3 separate regions of the Rattus norvegicus genome follow, and all the other regions are linked to region 3. Evidence: chromatin contacts called from public Hi-C data. All regions are on one chromosome and are shown on one strand. The core of a region is the stretch at or near the end of the contact, and the rest is flanking DNA. Distances in the headings are between cores, read along the strand shown.

Region 1 (4,250 bases), core at 1,347-3,846, 140 kb after region 3:
TTTAAACCTATAGAGATCTACCTGCCTCTGCCTAGGGCTAGGATTAAAGGCATAGGCCACCCTGCTGAGCCTTCACTTTAAAACTATTTTATAACTCTCTTTGATATTCTGTGTGCATGGGCGTTTTGGCTGCATGTATCTGCACCATTTTTTTTTTAAAATCTCATGGTGCTTCCTCTACTCAAGACCTTATTTTGCTTGCAGTTTCCAATGCACTCTGCCCTGCTGTTGCTTTCCCACCGATCCTGTGTCTTCAGGCTGATCTTCAGGCCTTTACAACTCTTCCCCCACCCTGGCCTCTCCCAAGCTGTTTTGCTATTTGCTTCTTTGGTCTTCCCCACCAGATGAAAAGCTCCCTTCCTCGGCCTCAGCCTGGCCTTCAGATGGTGATCTTCTTGTTCACCACAGCCCGTCACTGCTCTTGGAAGTACAGAAGCGCATACTGCTCTTGGAATCCACCACACTTAAATACCATGGAGCATCTAATTCTGATTCTCCCCCTCCTTCCTTGTTTAGTTCTTTGTTGGCATATATTCTTTCTTCACGGCCCTTTGACAAAGTGATATCACCTCTTCCCTTTTGTTTATGTCCTTACAGTTTTCGACTGGACTGTGTTGTCCAGAGTCCATCTTTGAGCTGTCACTCCTCTTTCCTTACCCTCCCCAGTGCTGGCCTTGCAGCCGTGTGGTGCGCCACCATTTCTCACTCCTACTGGTTTGATTTTTTCCAGCGATCTTTCTCAGTACCGTTTTCTCATGGGACTTCATTTACAATAGACCTTTAAATGTGTAAAGTCTTTACTGACATTCCCTTTATATCTTCATACTTCTTTTCCATCCTTAAAGTCTTAGGAACTTTCAAAGTTAAAAATACTGTATTTCTGGTTGTGAGCCTAGCCTTTAACGGCAGAGTGAACACTCTTCTGGTGTATCTTAAGATGGCTACAGTGTACTCATATAAATAAATCTTTTTAAAAATAACTGTATTTCAAACCTGGAGTTGAGCTCATCTGTGGTGACCCAGGCCTTTAATCCCAGCACTCGGGAGGCAGAGGCAGGCGGGTCTCTGAGTTTGTGGCCAGCCTGGTCTACAGAGTAAGTTCCAGGACAGCCAGGACTACACAGAGAAACCCTGATTCAAAAAACAAAAATAAAATACAACAACGAGGATCGGGGTTGCAGATATAAACAATTTAGACAGTGTCTCAGGAGTACTCACAAGCACTCTGTAGATAAGATTCTCATATGTGAAAGTTTCCATATAATAACAGCACAAAATGCCAAGCCACCCAGGTAACAGTCACCTAGGCCTTAACTTTACATCTAGACCTTAATATTTTACCTAAGTCTTAACACATCTCAACCAAAATTTACTTATTTCGAAGAAGAAATTTACTCCTTATAATCAAAGATTAAACTTAGTAGCACTGATAGTGAAGAATGTATGGTTCCCAGGAAGCATCTTGAAGAAAATGTTGAAGATAAAAATTACTCAAAGGCTGGTGTTCTAGGTCAGTGCTGAAGCTATGTCTAGTGAGGCAGGTAGGAGGGGACAATGATAGTCTCCTGGAAACCAAACATCTTAAATTATTGCCAACAGCCCAGCTGCCAATCTGTCTACAAAAAATTACGATAAACTAAACTGTACACGTTGGCTTAAGTGCCTTAGCCCTTTCAAAAGTTACAACGTCCCACTATTTATTAATGGGACCGTATGTGAAGTTTTTTGGTTTTGCCTGTGTTTGTGTTTGGAGACAGGTTTCTTCAGTGTTGCCCTGGCTGTCCTGGAACTTGACTTGCTTGCCTGAGCGTCTCATCTAAAGTGCTGGGATTAAAGCCATCTCCTGGCTGAGCTTTTTTTTTTTAATAATATAATTTCCCTGATGAATGTGGCACTAGTTATTAATAATCACCCGGAAAGAAGCAAGTATCAGACTCGCTTGAGATAAACCAATTTTTTTTTTTTTTTTTTTGGTCTTCTCTCCAAAAGCAAGTGTGCAGAGGGCCATAGCTCATGGTAGGCCAAACTCACAGCTTTGGATCAGACTACTAATTTCTGATTTAGCCGTTTGTGCTACGGAGGGTAGCCACTTATTTGAAAGCTTCGTTTGTTTTTTTTTTTTTTTTTTTTGTCATAAATGAGCACAGGGAGTTCCGATCTGAACGCTGTTAAGCAGTTACAAAGGCCTTTTTCCCCACACGCCGGGATATGCTCCTCTCACTCAGTGCCCTAATTCCGACAGCTAAGGACGTAGGAAAAGGAAGTTCTTCGGTAAAGACCAGGGCTGCTCCGCCACGTGGCCCTCCGATGGCCCTTCGGCCCACACATCCCTCCACAGAGCAGGCGAGCTCCCCTAGGGCCTGATTGAGGAAACGCGGGGACGCAGAGCGCGGGCAGCGACGGGCGGAAGCTGCGGGCTGCCAGCACCGGCGGTTCCCGCCCGCCCGGGCGGGGTGAAGGGCGGGGCGAGCACTCGGAAATCCGTCGAGGAGGGCGGGTGGGACCCCGGGAGTGAGACTTCCGGTGGCGCAAAGCGTGTCGGGATCAGCTTGCGGCAAACCTCCTTCCCCGGCCCGTAGAAAGACCACCGTTAGCGCCGCTTCTGCTCCCACAGCCTGCTCTCGGCCAAACGCTCGGTCGCGGCGACTGCCGCTGCGGCTCCCGCTGTTTTCGGCCCTGTCCACTTGGTTCCCAGGCAGCCAGCGTGCGTTCAGCTGCGGCTTCGGCAGACATGTTGTGAGGCGGCGGCGCGGGTGCCTGAAGGATGGTTTGGCCGAGGCGGCTGCAACCGCTGCTAGTGGCGGTGGCCGCGGGGGCTCCGGCTCTGTAGAGCCGACCCTGCTGTGGTGCGTCCGCCCGGTACTGCGGCCGGGCGGGTACTCCTCGGTCTTGCGTGCGCCCCCGAGCCGTTTAGGTTCGGTTAGGCGACAGCGCCAGTCCGTTTGAGGCGACACGCAAGGTGGTTCTTGAGCCCTGGGAGTGGTGTCCCCAGAGCGAGCCCTCAGCCCCCTGACCTCTCCTTCATATCCGCACTAAAATCTCTCACACAGTGGGTGTTCCCTGCCCTCGAGCCCGCTCCTTCCTGGTTTCTGCTGCACTCTGAGCCTCCCGGACCCCGACATCTCTCTCCAGGGACAGCCTGTTGAGAAATCTTCGTGGAGTGGTGGACTAGAGGGAGGACTTTAAAAGTTAGGGCTTGAAAGACAGGAAGGCACGATGGCTTCCTCGTCTGGCAACGACGATGATCTCACTATCCCGAGAGCTGCTATAAATAAGATGATCAAAGAGACTCTCCCTAATGTCAGGGTGGCCAACGATGCCCGAGAGCTCGTAGTGAACTGCTGCACTGAATTCATTCACCTTATATCTTCCGAAGCCAACGAGATTTGTAACAAGTCAGAAAAGAAGACAATCTCACCAGAGCATGTCATCCAAGGTAAGCAATTTGTGTGGGATTTAATTTAAATGAAGGTCCAGGCTAATAGAGTCACTCCTAGTGTCACGGAGCCTTCATTCCACTTCACTAGTAAGTGCAGTTACCTTAAAATACCTATGTAGCATTCTTCGGACATTTTCTTCATCCAGCTAATGCAAGTAAGAAGTACAAACATTAGGGTCAGCAAACATCCACAACATTTAACCAGTACAGTTTCCGATCAGGTCTTTAAGCAACAAGAATTGACTGCCTACAGCTAAACTTGGATAGTAACAACTGAGAAAGGAACCTCAAAGTTCTCTCTTGGGAAGTTAAATTTTAGAATTTCAAGCACGAGTCGAGTCAGAGAGTATATCTCTTCCCCACCTGTGCTGAGGAAAAGATTCATTTTGAACACAGGGGTAGAAAAAGTTCTTTGGCTGTGAACGGAGGTCAGTGGTATATCATCTACCTAGCATGCACAAGGGCCCTAGGTCCGAGTTTAAAAAAAAAAGTTATCAACATGAGTATGTTCATTGTTGTAAAGTTAATTTCTTTCCAAAAAGTATAATTTTTGCTTTACAAAACGCTGAGGTGGTGGAACAGTTATCACCAGGTAACCGAGTGCCACATTTTTTCCTTTTTGACTTCCTCCAACTATTGATTGTTCTTTGAAAATTATTTGTAAAGGGTGGCTGGGGCAGGGCGGGGACGACAGTACTCGGGCTTGAACCTAGGGCCTGACACATGCTAGTCAGCATTCTGTTGCTGAGCTGCCCAGCCTGTCCTCTGTCCTGCTGCTCCAATTTGGATGTGTCTATGCGTTTAAGCTTTT
Region 2 (3,922 bases), core at 1,308-3,807, 160 kb before region 3:
TGCCTTTAATCCTAGCACTTGGGAGGCAGAGGCAGGTGGATCTCTGAGTTTAAGGCCAGCCTGGTCTACAGAGTGAGTTCCAGGACAGCCAGGGCTACACAGAGAAACTCTGTTTCAAAAAACCAACAGCAAAAATGTACCTGGACAGAAATGCTATTGAAATCAGGTATCTGGCAGGTGCCACTGGGCAGGCCTATGATCCCAGTATTTGAGAGGTTATGGCAGAAGGTCCACCGTGAGTCTGAGGTTAACCTGAATACCTGAGTACAAGCCAGACAGCACCATACATAGCAAGACCTTATCTCAAAAGAGCACAAATGGAAAAGCAAAAACCCCTCAAAACAGGTATCTGCATTATAAGATATTCCCTCAAAACATAACATAAGAACCAGTTTCCCTGAGCTAAGGTATAGCGGGCACACTGGAAATCCCTGTACTTGGGAGGTAGAAACAGGAAGACCGGGAATTCAAGGCTAGCCTGTGCTACTAATGAGACTTGGTCTCAAAAAGTGTGTGTGTGTGTGTGTGTGTGTGTGTGTGTGTGTGTGTGTGTGTGTGTGTATGTTAAAGGCTGTTAAAGGGAAAGGTATTTATTTTCTTTTGCCAAAAGACAATGTACAAGAAACCCTCTCCATGAATAATCAAATTTAACTAGATGGTAAGTTAATGCTAAACATGATGTATAACTTTGAAGAAGTAAAGAAAAAAGAAAACTGAGGGCCTGAATGAGTGGAGACAAGAGGATTCCTAGGACTCTCTGGCCTATGTAGAGGGTTTGTTGGCTCCTCAGGAACAACACTGGAATATGAATTGTACCATACATACATACATACCCTTGCAGTCACAAACTCTTAAAAGCAGGAGGATCAGAAATTCAAGGTCATCCTTAGCTACCTAGCTAGTTCTAAGCCAATCTGGGTCACATGAGAACCTTTTAAAAGAAATCTTAAGTTTACCTTTAAAAAGTTTTGAGACAAGATTTCTCTATCCTTGAACTCACTTAGACCTACCTCCCAAGTGCTGGTATTTTAATAAGTTTAAGCATCTTTAAAAAATCTAATAATATTAGCCCACTAGCAAGCTTACCCTAATTTGATCATTGATAATGATGCAGATTCAGAAAGAAACACACTGTCATTAATGTAGGCATAACGATCTGTAAAACTAATTTTGTGTGTGTGGTGCTGGGATTGAACCCAGAACTCTTAATCAAATCAGAAAACCCTTGTACAGTTAGTTACAGTGCCAAAGATTTCTTTCACATCTGTGGAAAACATTTAGAGCCAAAACTAAAGCCTAAAACTCTACCAACCCTAAAAAATTAATAAATGAAAGCCAAGTAGTTTAAGTTCAAAGATTTTAAATATGCCAACATACTTTATTCTGGCGGAGTAGAAGGCAAGATTGGGTTCCAACACTGGTACTGAAGGTGCAACTATTTCTGGTGATGCTGCTATAAATATTTAGTCTTACACCCTTAATACCACGAGTTGTCAAAACATCCTCTAAATCTGGGTATCACTTGTTTCAATATAATGACTTACACATGCAAATTTCAAATTAAAACGTAACATTTATTTGGACTGTGATGGTTTCTCCTCAACTTTTTTTTCCATACTCGAAAGAAGCATATCATCAACTGACCTAAAACACCAGTCCGGCTCTCAGACCTTTTAATGTAAGCAGCGTCCTCTATAGACATAACACTACTGTCTATGTGTGAGGCATTGATTTGTAGTTGTTTTTCCATCCGAGCTATGGATTTGCGCTCAGCTACTCACGACGTCCACTAGGTCCCCCTGGCGACCGAACAGTGCACGAAGGCAGCAGGAGGGTTCTAAAGCCTACTGACAGCGGAACAGAAAATCATGAAAAATTAACACGCCAACAGTACACACGACGTGACTGAGAATTGCGTTCGCATTGCTGGTGGGCTTAGTGGAGAGCCGCACAGCAGTCACTACCCCCTGTTTTGCAAAGCGAATGGCCATCGCCTGGATCGGGCTTGCCGATTCCTTCCTCCCATTTAAACCAGAGATGTGATGAGAACACCAAACCCAGGGCATCTGCACGAGGCACATCCGCTGGCTGGGACTTGGGAAACCACTGGTATGACAATCGGTCACGATTCTGTGAAACATGGAGGAATGACACACCACCCTTTCCTACCCCAGACACAGAGTCAGGAATGGCAGGTCGCCGGGGCCCTTGGGGAGAGCAGGAGAGCGCGCAGAGCAGGGACTGCAGAGTGTCCTGGCCGGGACTCGGAGGGGCGCAGGGTTGGGGCGGCGCCCAGGGAGCGGGACGCGGGGCGGACCGGGGTTGGGGAAGGCGCGCCGCCAGGTGCCGGTCCGCAGGAGGCGGCGGGGCGCGCACAGAGGGAGGACCGAGCGCGGAGTCCCGCGTGGCGCGGAGCGGAGGGCGCGTGGCGGGGCCGCGGCCGGCCTACCTGGAGGTAATGGGGTTTCCTCAGCCAGGCCCCCGCGCAGACACTCCTCGCCATGGCACTCACATCGCCCCGCCGCGCCGCAGTCGGAGGCGGACCCGAGCGCGGCCGCCCGCCGGCCTCCCCGCCCCTGCCCCGCTGGCCCGCCCACGGCCCGCCCCCGGCGCGCGCACTCCGGGGCCGCGCTGCAGCGAGGGCGGCGGGCGGCGGCGGGCGGCGGAGGCCGGCTCTGCGCGCAGAACCCCGCCCCCACGGCCAGCCGTGGCGGTTGTCAAGGCGCGGGCGCGGGGCTCCGCCATAAAGGGGGGGTCGAGCCTCGCGTCCGCCGACACAAATCCGCCTGCGCCTCCGTGCTTAAAGGGGAGGCGCGGACGGGGGAGGGGTGCGGCCGAGGCTGGCGCGAGCAGCGCGGGGGTGCGCACAGCGTGGGCTCCGTGGAGCGCCCACTTCGCTGTTACAGGCTTGCGGCTGCACGCGCGGAGCCCTAGCGTCCGCGCTCCGGTCTCCATTTCGAGTCAGGACCTGTGCGAGCGGGTTGCACAGAAATTCTGTGGATGCTTGGAGCTGCTTCCTAGGCGACCAACTAATAGATCCTCTCCAGGGAAAGGAGGCGCTCTGGAGATGCGACCACCGGTATCTAGGGGAGGAAGGGAATCCTCCTCTCTCAGTTCTGCGTGGCCTTCCAGACACTTCGTGCTTTGCGTACATTCAGTTTCTCTCTCTCTCTCTCTCTCTCTCTCTCTCTCTCTCTCTCTCTCTCTCTCTCTCACACACACACACACACACACACACACACACACACAGAATTTCGACTTTCTGAAGTTTGCATTGTTTGCAAAACAACTTTAGAATTTTCTTTTGCCTCTAGAATCCTGACTCAAAGGTTAAATAAATAAATAAATGCCGAATAAACACATTTCTAAAGTCAGGAGACCTAAGACTTGGCAGAGCAACTCAGTTAAGGCTATACAGAAGGAGTGGCTTCCTTCTTTTGACACTGATGGCCAAAATAAGGGGGAAAGAGCCACCATAGAAGGACAGCTGATGGGGCTGGGGATTTAGCTCAGTGGTTAGAGTGCTTACCTAGGAAGCGCAAGGCCCTGGGTTCGGTCCCCAGCTCCGAAAAAAAGAACCAAAAAAAAAAAAAAAAAAAAAAGGACAGCTGATGATCCGAGTGACATCAAAGCGGGGAGACGCAGGTCCTATCCCATTTTTTTCCCCTCATTCTACCATAATTCCACGTGATACCCACTAAGTTTATGTTTCTAGTGCTCTCAGCTTCTGGAGACAGGTTTTTAGCCTGAATAATATTTCGTTACTTGCAAATAAGTGCATTAGCCACTGTGTTTCGTTTTTAATTAAATGACTTCAGTAATCTCTAAGATTAAGGTAAACGGGAGCTGGGCACGGTGACTCATACCTGTAATTCCAACACTTGGGAGGTGTAAGCAGGATCAGGTATTCAGGGCCAACCCG
Region 3 (4,036 bases), core at 610-3,109:
ACTCTATTCTCTGAAAGCCAAGAAATGATTATATTCTAACAATATGTAATCCTGCTTTACTCGAATTACCTGTAGGATGGTTCATGCTATACTACCAGTCCTCAGGGCACTGAGAAGGACTCCTTTGAAGATCTGAGGCTAGCCTGGGGTGAATATTGAATTTAATGCCATGGGATATATAGTGAAACTTTGTCTCAAAAATAGATCAACCAACCGACCAGCCAACCACAACCTACCAAAAATCCCTCAAACCCAAACAAAACCTGCCTATAAACCCTCAAAATCCTGAGAACCAGGTTTTTCTTAATTTGTCCCTCCTTCTGGCACAATTCCTTGCTTACATTAATTGTTCAGTAAATGCTGAACTTTTGCTCACAAATGGAAATCAAAAAATATTAAGCTGCAATTTCAGTTTTGCTGAGATTTTGTATATTATGACTTTGGATACTTCCTTTAATGTAAACTTCTATAAATAATCCCAAAGGATCCTCACATAAAAATTCTACATGATTAAAAAAGATTTAATAATAAATGTATTCTGCTGATACTAAAAAGAAAACAATGACGCGGTTAGAAAGCTGACAAAGTTCAGACAAAGTTCAAAGGAAGAAAGGTCATAACGTTTGATTTCAAAGTGATGGATATACACCCGGGATGACAATATACCAGTAAATACTGCAACAGTTCATTTCAAAATCTGACTTAAGAGATCTTTGCACGGACACAATTCAATTCTTCCTCGCCTCCTCCCAAGACAGGGGTTCACTGTGCAGCCTTGACTGTACAGAGATCCATCTACCTTCCTCTGCCTCCGGAGTCTGGGATGAAAGGCGTGTGCCACCACTGCCCAGCCACAATTCAAAACATCGTGATGGTTTTATAATACTGGAATTTGGTGAAAGTGGTGAGAGTGAGTCAAAAAAGTGTCATCACTTCGTCCAATAATAAAGTAGAACGTATACCAGCCCCTTCCTGTGAACTTCTCAGAACTGTGTAGCGTTTGCAAACTAGCTTGAAATGGCATGGGGGAATTAAGAAACAAAGAGTAACGCCAATGACGTCACCAGTGCTGGCCTCTTTCCTACCAGAGGAAAGAGAAGAGGGTGGGTAGGTATCAATTTTAGGACTGGTCAAACTTGTGTGTTCCAGGCTCCCAGGAACTCCTAGTACGCCTGCGCCGAGCAGGTCAGCTTCCCAGGAGGCCCCCCTCAGATTCACCTCGGTCGCGGTCGGCAAGTTTTCCAAGCTGTTGCGAGGCGACCATGTCACCACATGGTGCGGTCCGGCCCAAGGAAGCCCAGCTCACCCCCGCACTTACTTGGTACTCGATCTCCAACGACGCCTTCAGGGGCATGGGCTGGTAGAAGCACTCCTTCTGGCCGGCGGGCAGCGTGAAGGTGAAGTCACTATCCAAAGAGGGTGTGAAGCCGGCCGCCCCGCTCAGCAACGTTGCGGGCAGAGCGGACAGGAGCAGCATGGGGAATGGCAACCACATCCTGACGCCCATCCCTGTCGATTTCACACTGGACGTGTATAGGGAGGTGCGGGATGCCGGCGCCTCCGCTGTGAAATCCCGATCCGAGGGAACTTAGAGCAGCGGAGCGGCTCACGCTCCCACGGAAAGTGGAAGCAGTGTCTGCCACTGGGCCGGGCGAGGGCGGAGCCAGCGGCCCGTTTCTGCTCCCTTCTGGGTTTCGCATCCTTCCTTCACAGAGGACTTGTCGGTTTCGGCTTCCTTCACACACGCCAATCAACGTTGGCGGCGATAACGCTGGGAAATGTAGTCCGATGTGACCTCGGCGCGCCGCCCAACCGGGCGTCCAGCCTCGTTTCCCGGCATGCCCTGCGATCAGCGTCGTTTTTTTTTTTTTTGCGGAGCTCGCGTGGGGGCGGGGTTGCGGCCGGGGAGGCGGGTCCTAACGGCTGCCGCGGCGGTTCGAACTCGGCGCCTCAGAGGTTCGCTGGTTCTCCTCTTCGAGAGTCCGAGGCTTCCACTTCGTGGGCTGCGAGAGTGTCCCAGGCTTCCGAGCGCAGAGGAGCCACGCGGTGCGCCGTGGTCTGGGGGCGCTAACCCTGGCTGCGACCTGGGTGGTGAGCAAATGGCTCCTGGTTGGAAACGGGCTGTCCTGAGGGGCTTGTTTCTCTTGGGATAGTCGGCAATGCTCCTGGCCTGCCTGTGAGGAGGCGTTTTGTTTTATGTGAGGCAGAATCGGAAAGGAGGATGCCGAATTTTGCTTTTCTTCCTACAGGCAGATGGAGGACCTCTTTCTTGAAATAAAATACTGTATAAAGCCATGTACTCTTTCTCAAGCGGAAAATCCTGTCACGGGATTTTTATAGAGTGTAAAGTGCTTGTCCTTCACTCGATGAGTGTGCGTGTGTCCACCTAGAACGCATTTTTTTACACTAGACTTGAAGATACCGTTGTCAGGGCCGCCCTATAGGTAAGGTGATCAGCCTCTCTATGCACTCATACTACAGGTAAACGGTCCCCAGGAAAATGAGGATGTTTAAATTCCAGACATACTGGTTCAGAACGGCTAGAAAATTCTCCTGTGTAAATGCAAAAATTGCTGAACGTAAAACCCTGACTTAAATGGTCTCCTACTGAACAGCACTTTTTAGTCTAAAGTTTCTTCATTTTTTTTCTTCTTCATTATCCTGTATGAAGCTAGAGATGTTGAATAGATGTGGAGTAGCATCGGAACCTGAGCCACTTATTGCCTGGGAAATTATTTGAACTTAAGCAGAAACAAATTTGTGAAAACAAAACTGGAAAGAGGGTAGAAACATTAATAGCTATAAAACAACTCATTTAATTTTAGGCCTCAACTTTTTCCAATAAGGTGAGAGTTTTCTTTTCTTAATCCAAGAAAAATTTCCCGAGAAACTTTGAGTGGGATATTAATGTACCAAAACCGATTTTACCTGAGTGGGGAAGGGAGAAGGCAGTTTATGCATTTATCCATTCAAAATATTGAGCTTTCCTAAGTATAACACACTCTTGAACATATAAAATCTTTTAGTTTTTATTTTAGTAATATAATAATAAAGTGTCCTTTGCTGTGATTTTAATTCTATTCTGGGTCTGTGGTTTTGGGATCCTATGAAACTGGAGTTACAGACCAGTGAAAGCCACCATGTGGGGGCTGAGAATATCAGTAACAGTCCTTTGAAAGAGCAACGCCTTTAAACTCAGAGCCTGTCATGATTTTTCTTTTATGGCCAAGAAACATTTCATAACCCTAGAGACACTTGCACCAGTTGATGCAACAAACAGTTCACTGTGTATAGTTCTAAGAGTTGAATTTCCAAATGTCATTTTTGTTTTGTTTTGTATTTTTTTGAGACCATGTCTTACTATGCAGACCAGGCTGGCCTTGGCTCACAGAGACCCACTTGCCTCGGACTTCCCAAGTGCTAGGATTAAAGGAATGGTAGCCATATCCACTCTCTACATGTCATTTTGATCTGTGATTATGACTTGTGAGTGTCGTTAAACTTTACAACCACTGTGAATGGGAGGAGATAACGTACCTGGTGGTAATCATTCTTAAGAATTTATGGAAGATTGTTGTGGTAACATCTGATGCCCCAGATGTAAAGTTAAATTCTAACATCTCATATTGAAGTTAATTATAAAAGTTTACCTTGATTTTTAAATCTCAGATTGACCCTCCAAAATTTGTGTGTCTTTGAGCAACTTCATATTCTAAAAAAGTTACATCCATTCATTCATTTGTGTGTGTGTTTGTGTGAGTGTGTGCACATGAGTGTCATGACTGTGGTGATCAATGGACAACTTGTGGGAGTCTGTTCTCTCCTTTGATCTGTCATCTTGAGGAGCACCCTTGGTTCTCATAATTGGTGCCAAGCACAGAGTTTTCAATTTTATTGCTGTGAGATTACTTTAACTTATACCATAAAATCTTCAGGCAAACTTCCAAGAAGTTTCTATTTTTTGTTAAGGAAATGGAATCTAGTTCATCAGACTACTATACTAAAGATGACAATGAGGAGGAAAGTTTGCTCGCAA

The links. Hi-C and Micro-C count contacts between places; a contact is called where the count stands out from the background.
Region 1: a contact with region 3 is called in a Hi-C map of Schwann cells, with 2.4 times the contacts expected there. The contact joins the promoter of Dr1 here to the promoter of Ccdc18 in region 3. A contact is called at or near these places in 6 of 12 Hi-C or Micro-C datasets (Schwann cells, frontal cortex, kidney and 3 more) and 1 of 1 datasets of contacts at active chromatin or transcription factors (oligodendrocytes).
Region 2: a contact with region 3 is called in a Hi-C map of prefrontal cortex, with 4 times the contacts expected there. The contact joins the promoter of Dipk1a here to the promoter of Ccdc18 in region 3. A contact is called at or near these places in 2 of 12 Hi-C or Micro-C datasets (frontal cortex and prefrontal cortex) and 1 of 1 datasets of contacts at active chromatin or transcription factors (oligodendrocytes).

The regions. Positions count from the first base shown.
Region 1 is chr14:1,612,902-1,617,151 of GRCr8, reverse strand. It overlaps Dr1 (down-regulator of transcription 1), which reads left to right and starts at 2,596. Exons shown (of 3, transcript NM_001011914.1): 1 at 2,596-3,436. The coding sequence starts at 3,217.
Region 2 is chr14:1,915,988-1,919,909 of GRCr8, reverse strand. Dipk1a (divergent protein kinase domain 1A) reads right to left here and starts at 2,557. Exons shown (of 5, transcript NM_001170456.1): 1 at 2,450-2,557. The coding sequence starts at 2,503.
Region 3 is chr14:1,750,404-1,754,439 of GRCr8, reverse strand. Ccdc18 (coiled-coil domain containing 18) reads left to right here and starts at 1,859. Exons shown (of 31, transcript XM_063273809.1): 1 at 1,859-2,091; 2 at 2,250-2,444; 3 at 3,970-4,036. The coding sequence starts at 3,973. It overlaps Tmed5 (transmembrane p24 trafficking protein 5), which reads right to left and starts at 1,583. Exons shown (of 4, transcript NM_001007619.1): 1 at 1,319-1,583. The coding sequence starts at 1,507.